Regions from separate parts of the Mus musculus genome. Here region 2 is linked to region 1. Evidence: chromatin contacts called from public Hi-C data. All regions are on one chromosome and are shown on one strand. The core of a region is the stretch at or near the end of the contact, and the rest is flanking DNA. Distances in the headings are between cores, read along the strand shown. Region 1 has its middle 10 kb from the start of Tnip3. Region 2 has its middle 18 kb from the start of Gm36408.

Region 1 (5,822 bases), core at 2,999-5,498:
CCCCAGCTGGCTTCACTGATAATAAAGAATTGCCATACAGCCAATGGCTGGGCAGAGAGATGGAGACAGGACTTTTAGATTGCACAGGCGAGACACTGGGAAAGAAAGGAAAGACTGAGAATCACCATAAGGCAGAAGGATCAGATGAAAGAGCTCAGGAAAGAAAGCAACCAGCCATATAAGAATCCAGAGAAAATGGTCCTAGTGGCCATGCCCCCTGTTTGGATCTGGGTAGCAGAGATGAAATGTGGATTTAGCAAGTTGACCAGGAAAGTTGGAGGGGAGAATGTATGCTAGTCACGGGGAGGATTAGAAATGCCCAGCCATTGAATTAGTAGTCAAGGCGCATCAAAATTAGTGGGCATATTTGTGTCTTTCATTCGTAAATCTCGTGAGCTCTTGGGAGGGTGAGCACTTAAGCCAAAGTGGTTTAACTAATTCACCACTACAGGCTTCCGGAAGAAAAGATGCAGTATATGAAATCTTACAGCCCACTAGAGGATTATGGAGTGACTTTTTGAGAAGTGGCAGAACAAGCATATTTTGAGAGGTAGAAGAATATGCAGACTGCAACAATGTATTGTGGGGGAAATGCCCATGAGTGATTTTACACCCTTGGTACTATATAATTTTGTAGACTTTGGCAATGCTTTAAATTATTTCTGGAGCTTAATATTTTTATTAGTAAAACAAAGATAAAGATGGCCCCGATTCTCATTATAGATGTCGAAGTAACTATAAATAAACATTAGATCTTTCCTTTAATGCATGCAGAGGACTTTCTGCATCATGGAAATACTTCCCTCTCTGCTGCAGGTGAAGGAAAACAGCTTTCAAACTTCAAGGGCTCAGCTGTAAAGGGAAGGCCAAAAAAGATATCATAAAATCCAAAGGGAAGAGGATAGACCTAAAAAAAATCATCTTGAGTCAGGAGGTAACCCAACTCAAAAGAAAACGTGAGTGAGTGTGTGTGTGTGTGTGTGTGTGTTTGTGTGTGTGTGTTCGTGTGTGTGTGTTCTATTATAAGCTTTTAAGTCTTCAATAGGTATATCCACAGAGGTTAGGAATAGATTAAGGGACTAGGAGGGAGGAAAGGATCTCCCAAGGAAGAGGAAATAGAATATATAGTTAGGGAGAGACAGGGAGGTGGACTGGAACAGAAGAGTAAACAGAGAGAGGGAGGGAAAGGGGAGAAAAAAATGGACTATAGGGAGGGACAGCTAACACTAAGCTCCATTTGAGGGGTCATAATAGAAACCTACTGCAGGCCTTGTACAACCACTCTGGAAATCAGTTGGCGGTTCCTCCGAAAATTGGACATAGTACTACCGGAGGATCCAGCAATACCTCTCCTGGGCATATATCCAGAAGATGGTAAGAAGGACACATGCTCCACTATGTTCATAGCAGCCTTATTTATAATAGCCAGAAGCTGGAAAGAACCTAGATGCCCCTCAACAGAGGAATGGATACAGAAAATGTGGTACATCTACACAATGGAGTACTACTCAGCTATTAAAAAGAATGAATTTATGAAATTCCTAGGCAAATGGATAAACCTGGAGGGCATCATCCTGAGTGAGGTAACACATTCACAAAGGAACTCACACAATATGTACTCACTGATAAGTGGATATTAGCCCAAAACCTAGGATACCCACGATATAAGATACAATTTCCTAAACACATGAAACTCAAGAAAAATGAAGACTGAAGTGTGGACACTATGCCCCTCCTTAGAAGTGGGAACAAAACACCCATGGAAGGAGTTACAGAGACAAAGTTTGGAGCTGAGATGAAAGGATGGACCATGTAGAGACTGCCATATCCAGGGATCCTACCCCATAATCAGCATCCAAATGCTGACACCATTGCATACACTAGCAAGATTTTATCGAAAGGACCCAGATGTAGCTGTCTCTTGTGAGACTATGCCGGGGCCTAGCAAACACAGAAGTAGATGCTCACAATCAGCTAATGGATGGATCACAGGGCTCCCAATGGAGGAGCTAGAGAAAGTACCCAAGGAGATAAAGGGATCTGCAACCCTATAGGTGGAACAACATTATGAACTAACCAGTACCCCGGAGCTCTTGACTCTAGCTGCATATGTATCAAAAGATGGCCTAGTCGGCCATCACTGGAAAGAGAGGCCCATTGGACACGCAAACTTTATATGCCCCAGTACAGGGGAACGCCAGGGCCAAAAAGGGGAAGTGGGTGGGTAGGGGAGTGGGGGTGGGTGGGTATGGGGGACTTTTGGTATAGCATTGGAAATGTAAATGAGCTAAATACCTAATAAAAACTGGAAAAAAAATCTTTAAAAAAAAAACCTACTGCAGTAGGAATTCTCAAAAAAAATTATATATGAAAGAAATGTAAATAGAATCACCAAATAACAAGAGAATGAAACCCTGACTAGATTTCTTTCCCCATCAAATGAAAACTCCAAACCCCAAAATGAGTTACATATAATTAAGTTATTGACCAAGGGGCAACCTCAAACAACTCACACTATTGCTACGGCTATTGGTTTCCCCCCCAAACTGATGGTAAGACCCTATCACTGGGAACATATCTTGTTGAATATGGGGAATTTAAGGTGTGGCTTAACTAGAGCCTTCACACCAAATGAAGTATCACTAGGTCATGGTAGTGGTAGACTGTAGAAGACAGAGGTGATAGAAGGCAGTGAGGAAACAGTACCTCTGCACATTGCAGGACTGGTGTACATATGAATTCACAGAGACTGTGGCAGCGTAATGCCCAATTTGGGTATTGTTTTGTAAACCTTGCTTGTCTTTTGCTTATATTATGGTTTTTGGCTTTGAGGGGTTATGGGTTTTGTTGCTGCACTTGTGTTTCTAATGTTTTCCCTTTGTTTCTTTCCCTTTGTTTGTTTTGTTTTATTCTGGATTGATTGTTTCTATATTTGCCTGTTTTCTAACGAAAGAGACATGGACTTGGAGGGGAAGGATCTGGGGGAATCTGAAAGGAGATATCAGAATATATTGTGTGGAAAAAAATTATTTCCATTCACAAAATAAGTGCATATATCTAGAAACTCCAAATTTGAGGTAAGAGAGTTGGCGTTCTTCCAGAGTACCTGAGTTCGTTTCTCAGCACTCACTCACCACTTCCTGTCCTGCCGTCTCCAGGTGATCTAATCCCTGGGGAGTTCGTTGGCCACCAGAACATGGTCCGTGAGTGAACCTGCTTGAGGGGACTTTTTGAGAACTTGTGGAATAACTCCAAAGAAACAAGGCAAAACTCTTGTTAATCTCTGTTTCTTCATAACATGGGTTGTGCCCTTTCCAGGTGTAATAAAGGAGTCGGTTTACTTTAGATTACACATTATTATTCAAAGTGATCTTTCCAAGCAGGAGTTGGTCTGTGACTGTATATGGCCTAACCATTGGTTCTCACCTTCCTAATATTGTGACCCTTTAATACAGTTCCTCATGATCCTTTGTTGCTACTTCATAACTGTAAATTTGTTACTGTTATGAATGCTATTATGTTTTCTGATGGTCTTAGGTGACCCTGTGAACGTGTCATTTGATGCCCAAAGTGTCATGATCCACAGGTTGAGAACAACTGGATGTGACCTTGCCCTTGTGACCTCAAGTGAACTTTGCCCATATGATTTTGCCTAACCCTCAGAATGCCCTCAGCATATAAATTGCCTGATGCCCCAAATAAAGATGTATGTTGCACATGCACTTCTATCCACTTCATTTTAGGCTCCGTTCTCCCAGGTTCACACTGTCGGCTAAGGCAATACCAATAGGTACTTTCACACCAGTGGCACACACCCACAATTTCCAAGTCCATATGTAGGAGGCATGTGTGTCTTACAGTTTCATGAGCTAAGAATTGTAGACACACTCTTGAGTCATATTATAGGCTCAAGGAGGTGACTAAAGGAAACAATATGAAGAAAAATGAAAAGAAAAGGACCAGAGAAACAAAGTGTATGAGAAGACTGTAGATATCCGTGTGTAACACATTAGAAGAACATTGAATTCTGGGTAGTGTGGATTGAAAGCGAGAGGACGGATGAGCAGAAATGTACAAATGTCAACTACATTTGCAAAGGTAGAAGCTTTCTTTGTTTGTTTGTAAAGGTTTTTGTCTGTTTGTTTTTGGATTTTCAAGACGGCTTCTCTGTGCAGCCCTGGTTGTCCAAGAACTTACTCTGTAAGCTGGGCTGGCCTCAGACTCAGAGATCTACCTGCTCCTGCATGGGATTAAAGGAATGCATTACTACCACCCAACTAGAAGCTACTAATTTTGTGCTGTGGGTTTCGATGGTGAGGTCAGTAGGCTCAGCTAAACTTTGAAAGAGTGGGAAGATAAACGTATTTCAAGTTGGCATGTGGAGGTAGAGTGTGGCCACACGGGAGCAGTACTGTTTAGCAATTAATCTTACAGTGATGATTTTCACAATGTGCTCTTCCGGATCTTATTTGCCTCTTCTGTTTTCTTGTTTTTCAACGGCTGATTCACAGCTCCTTCAATTTCTTTAAACCCCACAGTTTCCTTCTTATAGTCTCTGCAGATGCCATTCACTCATGGGCCACAGAGAAGTTAGAAAACATCAGCCCTTCAACAAGTTCCCATTAAGCCCACACAGTGGTTAGAACTTGATACCCTGTGATGTATAAAGACAGAAGAGGGTTTTCCTACGAAGCAGGATCCATGGAAGCAAATGCACAGAACAATGAGAAAGTTAGTTAGGAGCCTAGCACTGTGTGGTAAGAGAACACAGGCCAAGATTATTATGGAGATGTCAGTAGTCCCTAGCACATTTCCTTCTGAGATTAGATAAGCATTAGAGGAGAAAGAGCACATCTTTTCGGTTAAGGAAGAATAATGCTCTGATAGCTGAATAGGCAAGAAACTAGAGGGGGCTATTTTAAGCATTCTAACCGCTGCCAGAGGCTCACTGATAACTTTTAAAATAGCCAGGCTTTTCAGGAAGGGTGGCTTAAACAAGAAATAACATCCCTCCTTTCAGTGACATGAACCAAAGAGATTTAGGAGTAATAATAATTTAGTAATACAGGTGTGTGTGTGTATGTGTGTGTGTGTGTGTGTGTGTGTGTGTGTGTGTGTGTGTGTGAGAGAGAGAGAGAGAGAGAGAGAGAGAGAGATCCTGAAATGTGCTCCCTAACAGTGATGCATTTTCAAGGTAGGAGTCTTATAGTGTCTATGTCTGTGTTTAGTGATGGCTGAAGCTTGTAGAATTCTGAGATATTTCTTAAGAAAAAAAGCATGTGAATTTATTGTTGCAATTTTTCTATGGCAATATATGTTCTTTAGGGTCATCTAGTCCCCATTTGCTCTACACAAAATATTTGTCTTGAATTTTTATAGCCTTCTGTGTGCTACTTTACTGATAAGAACTAAAATTACTTTGATCAAAATCTTCTATATTCATTTTTCAACAGCAGCCATGAATGCAAAAGTACGTTGGATCTTCGAAATGATTGTTAGAGATGAGTTCTAAATTGAGGATTGTCCAGATCTGCGTAGTCCTCTGTGTTTTATGAGGCATCCCTAAAAGCCATCTACCACATCCCAAGCAGGAGCTTATTATCTCTACTTACACAGCAGTACCACAAACAAACATCTTCAAAGAAAGTAAAAATCCAAAACAATTCCTTAGCAATAAAGCGCTCCTCCCCCACTCTTTTAAGCAATGCAGAAAGAAATAAAATCAACTGCAAACAAACATGGATATGAATTGTGCTGACCTTAGCCAACTGGGTCACCTTCTCCAAAGATAGATGCCATTGGTACTCAGTTCTCTTTCTAGT
Region 2 (6,232 bases), core at 2,918-5,417, 710 kb before region 1:
GTAGACGTTCCTGAAATTATACCCAACACAATAATTTGTCTAATCTACATGATAATACTCTTTAGCCATAAAGAATTTCTGGAAACATTTATTTTGGGAACATTAATCATGCTGGGATTTACATATCATGTGTAGTTTGCCAAAAACCAAGCAAAATTTCTCCTGATCCTCATAGATGCTTCAAAATATCATATAGAATATGCAAAGTTATGTAAGCTTCTTGTGGTTTCTTAAATAAAATGTTGCATACGAAGGTAACATCAGTGATATGATTCTATTTTATATAAATATTGTGTGCACTGGGAACCAATAACTTGAAAGGGAAGGCTAAGCCTGGTGTGATTTCACATACCTTTAATCCCATCACTTAAGAGACTGAGGCAGGGGAGCTCTGTGAGTTTGAGTCCAATCTGATTGACATAGTGAGACTCCCTCTCAAGACAAACAAACAAACAAACAAACAAACAAAACCCAACATTTTCTGTCCTTTTCTGGTCTGCTTCTGATGAGAAAATAAAATTGATGTGAGCAAATTAATAGTAAAAAGGTACATGAATTTATTTAATTTTTTTATATGAGTTTTCACAGGCTGCCAGGTCCCAAAGATCTGTAAGCCTCTTTGTAGAAAGACACAATATTATGGGATGTGAGTGTGATGAGACAAGGGTCCTGGTCTGAAGACAGTGAATTGTGGAGTAGGGATTGCATACAAAGGAAACTTACAGGGGAGGATGGGGAAGACAAGAGCCTTTCCCTTGAGTTTCTCCTGTGCTTCTCAGTCTTTGAGGCATCTTTTGAGAGGACCAGTTTCATCCCCTTCCCTAACAAATTTCTTTTCAGCACTTTGAGGGATGAAGATTGTGTTTCTTCTTACGCTTCACCTTGTTTATTACCTGAGTTGTAAGTTGGAGACTATTATGGGGAAATTATTAAGGCTGCCAAGCTGAAGTAAGAATTCTCTCCTTTTCTGTTTAGTTTTTCCTCATGGAAAAGTCATATTATCAGTGAAATTATTTTGATTATTGCTACAGAAGATAACAAAACTACATATCCTCCTTCTTATATTCCCTCCCCACAATAGGATATACAGTCCGAGGACTTCATAAGAAAGGCACTGCTCATCATCCCCTGCTTGATTACTGGGATCTCAAGTTCCTTGCTCATTGCTGGCCCTGGGCACATAGTTTTGAATGAATGGATTTGTATGGCTTGTCAAATTTTAGGGAATAGTTAGAATTCCTTGGGGTTTCTTGCTCTCTGTGCTTCTGTGGAGAATTATATGATTCCTGACTTACAGTTTAGTGTCTTCACCAAAATAAGCACATGGAGGGCTCTGTGGGAAATAGCTTCCATTGTGGTCTAGCAGTACTTGCACGATCCAGTGTTTTGGGAGGAATGCTGTGGTCACTGCTCTCACCTAGCTGACTCTGTCAAAGTTTCCAATCAGAGTGTATCTTCGTGGTTTCTGGGTCCCAGGGGCCAGCTTTTCTTTTTCATAATAATTCAAGCTTTGGTAAATTTATCCCAGCCCTGTTTTCTTAAGAGGTCAAATATTTCTATGCCCCTGAATTCATATCGCATCTTATGAACATGTTCTATTTCAAATTGTCAAGAAAATCGAGACATCAGTGTGTCCAGATACAACCAGAAAGTCGTCTTTGAGTGACATCAAGAGTGAATTAAGCTGGTAAAGAGGACTGGTGAAGATAGCAGGTTTAGCTAAACATGGCTGTTTACAAATAAACAAGACACTTTACCCAGTGGTGTGCAATTTCCCTTAGCGTAGAAGGATTCGTTTTATTTCATCACAAGTGCATGCGCTTAGTAGATCGGTCAGTGACCGGGTTTTGTCACTGCATGCTCCCAGGAGACTTACTTTGATGTTACTTAGGAACTGTTTTGATAATTTGAAGCCGTGCTGGGTTATAGCTCACCCTTGCTGAAAATGACAATTATTTAACTGCTAGAAAAGTTTTTTTCAAAAATAAAGGATTGCTAAATAGCTATCTAAAAAGTATACTCATGTAGGTTACAATGGTGTATTGTTTTATATAATAACAATGTTACAGCTATGTAGAAAGGTAAATTTAAATTTGGCTTAGTCAAAATCCTACAGATAAAAACAGGAATTATTAGCAACTGAAGAATATCCATTCAGATTGCTCTCTAAACACATCAATAAATCAATATTAGAGTTGACTTGTGCTTTATACAAATCCTCATTGTCTTTTCAATATACTATCACACCCCAAGGTACAAAATGGAAGTATATTAATCAAATACATAATAACTGGGGAAGCCCTGAGGGCCTGAATGACACTCTGCAAGTATAGGAAGACAGTTTTGAATCTCTTATGCTTCTGCACACGTTGAGAGTAGCATCCTGGGCAGCCTCTTGTTCTGCAGTGTTCTTCATGTGGGCATAGCATGAAGAGGCAGACAGTGTGTTTCTTTCTGCATTAGGGGAGGAGTTTGCTGCCTAAAAGATTTGAGAAACAAGACTTGGTAGATGGCAACGTCGGTAAAGTGCTGGCTATGTAAGCAAGAGGACCTGAACTCAGATCTCCAGAAGCCATGTACAAGCTGGGCACAGCGGGGCCTGTCTCTTACCCCAGTGCTGCAGAGGGGTTCAGAGACAGGTGAATCCCAGTGGCTTGCTGATAACTAGTGTAGATGAGATTGTGAGCTCCAAGTTAATGAGAGGTCCTGTTTCAAAATTTACGGCAGATTAATAAAGAAATATACCTAATGTTGACCTGTGTGTTTCCCACTCATCCATGAGGGTAAGTTTACCAGTACATTCACACAGCAACTACACACACACACACACACACACACACACACACACACACAGAGAGAGAGAGAGAGAGAGAGAGAGAGACATAAACACAGCAACCACACATACATATTCACACACAAACACAAGAGACAGAGACAGAGAGACAGAGAGGGAGAAAGACCGAGGCAGAGTAAGAGAGAGAGATGAGAGAAAGAGAAAAGAGAGAGAGACAGAGACAGAGAGAGACAGAGATAGAGAGCGCTACATAGCCCTCTAGAGGAAAATTTGTACAATTATAAAAAATTAGGTTTCTCTAATCTTGGGGTGCCCTATTTTTAACATAAACTCATTGCCTTCCCAGCATATACTTGACCAATGTGTTCTGGGACTCAGAGGGGTAGAGAAACTGACATGAAGACAAAGTTCTTTTTTCCTGCTGTGTTCTAAACAACAGAAACCATTGTCTCTGACCCAGGAGGCTTCTGTCTTTTATCAGCATCCAGAAAACTTAGGCTAGCTTAACTTAACTTATAGGTAGTGTAAGTCTCATAACCCACAGGGTTCTTGACAAAAAATGTCTTCTAAAATAGAAAACTTAGGATAGTTTTAAAAATTATAATGGTAGAGTGCTAAAAGTTATGGTTCATTAAGTCAATAAATATGTGTCTATCAAAAATGTTACAAATTTATATACTAAAATAGAAAGAGCAAAATATATATTCTAAAGTAAAATATGTCCTATAAACTTTACTATGTATTATGTGTTTTATTTGGGGAGAAATGCATGTTACATGTGGTATGTTCACTAAAACTTCTCACTGCTTCCACACCATCTTTTTCACGTTGCTTACTTCTTGAGGATATATTCTTAGTGGCAGGTGGGGCATGGGACGTGAACTATTATGTTACACTTCTAGAGTGCTTAACTAACATCTGTGACCAATAGATAAAACCCTTTCATAATCTATTAACTCAGCAGATTACTCACTTCGACCAACCCAAAAAGATAACACTGTTATCAGATGGAATCTGAATTTCAGGCCAACCCCTGAGGTACAGGCAGAGGACAGGCAGTTAGAGTTGTTGTTTAAAAATGAGATGCACAAACATATAATGGCATAAAAAAAGCTTTTGGAATATCATGGGTTAGAGTTAAGAGAATTGTTGTGTTAAGGAATGGTCTAGGTGCATTTGCTTGGAAGTGTCCTGCCTTTCTTTAATGGCTTATGAAACCTTTAAAATTTTTGAGGGAGTACTTTTTCCATGTTTAATTTCAAAATTTATCCTGAATATTGTTACTTCTGAGTCTTTTTGAATTTGAATCTTGTGTTTTTCTTAGGAAACAGTTGAATGCAAGAGTGGTGGGGTGCATGCAGTAAAGGAACTCCTGATGTGCGTGCTCCATCATTAAGGGGAAGGGTTTTTATTTTGAATAAGAAGGAGTAAATATCCAGAGGTATCAAGATGTGTCCAAAGCAGGATAAAAGAAACAGACTGGACATGGCCAGGGATATGTACAAGAGAGGTGAGAGGGTGGAGAGGATGTGAGATGGTACAGTGGGAGACAACAGTGGGGAGAGCAAGAGATCGAGAATAGCAGGAAGACGGGGTATATATATATATATATATATATATATATATATATATATATATATATATATGTATGTATATGAGAGAGAGAGAGAGAGAGAGAGAGAGAGAGAGAGAGAGAGAGAGAGAGAGAGAGAGAGAGAATAGAACACAGCAGGAGAGCCAGAAGACAGCAAGATGAGATCAAAAGAGAGGAATGAATGAGAACAGCAAGCATAGGAGTGGCTCAGATCTAAGGTGAAAGGGCCAGAGTACTAGCATGGACTTAGATTCATGTATTTATTTTATGTATATGAATGTTCTATCTGCATGTACATCTACACACTAGAAGATGGCATCAGAGCACATTACAGATGGTTGTGAGCCACCATGTGGTTGCTGGGAATGGAACTCAGGACCTCTGGAAGAGCAGATAACCCTCTTAACTGCCGAGCCATCTCTTCAGTCCTTAGCATGGACTTTGAAATCTTTTTCAGGAACTTGTGATACTGAGGGAGCATGGAGGCAAAGCACGGGCTTTGATCTGCTCATAGTGCTACAGGTAGTTATGTGACCCTTGGCGATATGTAGGGGAATTGACTTCTGGTAGACAGGTACTGGTTTCATGAGTTCCTGACATGTGCTGGCTTTGTAACCTGACAGAAATCCTTCTACAGTCCAGCTTGAACTCATTTATCTATGGAGAACCTGAGACCTAACAACAATGAACCCTCGCTCTGTATGATCAGGTCTGTCCCCAGCCTAGGAATGTTTTTGTCTCTTCTGTTGTCAGTTTTCTCTTCCTCAGCACACCATCATGGACATGAAGAAACAAGGGAATGCACAGGTTTATCTTGGAACTTCACTGTAGTGATTGGTAACTCACTAGGGTATCTCTACATACTAAGTTGTTGAAAGCAAAGCTAACTATGTCTCACATAGAGCTTCTGAACAGATGGTATGAGGCTGTGGCAATGCTCCAACTGTGTGAGTAACTTGAAGAAGGCTAAGTGGGGGCTGGATGTACAGAATTTACCTTGAATGCATATTACTGAGAATGCCTTGTGGTTGTTCCCCTGGAGTCTGGACTTTCTTTAGAATTATTCTATGTGGCACTTCAATTTTCTGGTCTTCAAATTTTTCATATTATCTTATTCTCTCTCTCTCTCTCTCTCTCTCTCTCTCTCTCTCTCTCTCTCTCTCTCTCTCTCTCTCTTTTTAAGGGGAGAGTGGTAGTGCCTTTTCTTCATCAAATTTGGGGGAATACCACTTTATCCTAACCATTGATGATGCAGCTTCTCAGAGTAACAATGCAGTGCCTCTAGTGGGTACTGAAGATCTATTGTTACTTTTCTTCTTGCTGAAAAAAATTTTCTTATATCAACTGATTTGCATTTCACTCTGTTGTCTTTTCATAATTAGACTCAATAATTATGGGGTAAGATGTACTGAAATACGTTGTGGAGAAAGGAACAAATTAAGGACAGTCTTGCAAGAGTAAGGATGCTGGTTAATATTGTGAACTTTACAAGATTTAGGATGACCTAAGAGGCAATCCTCTATGCATGCATTTTGAGAGACTGTCTAGATTAGGTTACCATCTGGATATACCTGTGAGAGTCTGTGTACATTGGTTAACTGGGGCAGCAAGACCCATACTGAGTATGGGTAATGCCATTTCACAGGCTGGGATCCCCAGAGAAAACTGGCTGAGCACAACATGCAATGCTCTCTGCTTCCTGATGGTATGCAAATGTGACATGGGACCAACTGTCTCAAGCTCTTGCCCTTATACCTTCCCTATAACTATGGAATATATAGCAAAATATTTTTTTTTCCTTTTTTGAGTTGGTTTAGTCATTGCAAGAACAAGACAGGTAGATA

Evidence for each region. A called contact is a pair of places that touch in the nucleus more often than the background predicts.
Region 2: a contact with region 1 is called in a Hi-C map of the G1E-ER4 cell line, with 2.8 times the contacts expected there. The contact joins two enhancer-like sites. A contact is called at or near these places in 9 of 39 promoter capture datasets (the 3T3-L1 cell line, cranial neural crest, frontonasal cranial neural crest and 4 more) and 2 of 484 Hi-C or Micro-C datasets (the G1E-ER4 cell line and pre-megakaryocyte-erythroid progenitors).

Annotation. Positions count from the first base shown.
Region 1 is chr6:65,577,372-65,583,193 of GRCm38.p6, reverse strand. No RefSeq gene overlaps it. Among named protein-coding and RNA genes, the nearest start is that of Tnip3, 10 kb to the left of the region's middle. Within about 2 kb of position 4,248, at least 19 of the 459 cell types and tissues checked have an H3K27ac peak or open chromatin away from gene starts, as enhancers often do. A contact at or near this core is called in the G1E-ER4 cell line, where this site is marked.
Region 2 is chr6:66,286,901-66,293,132 of GRCm38.p6, reverse strand. No RefSeq gene overlaps it. Among named protein-coding and RNA genes, the nearest start is that of Gm36408, 18 kb to the right of the region's middle. Within about 2 kb of position 4,167, at least 2 of the 459 cell types and tissues checked have an H3K27ac peak or open chromatin away from gene starts, as enhancers often do. A contact at or near this core is called in the G1E-ER4 cell line, where this site is marked.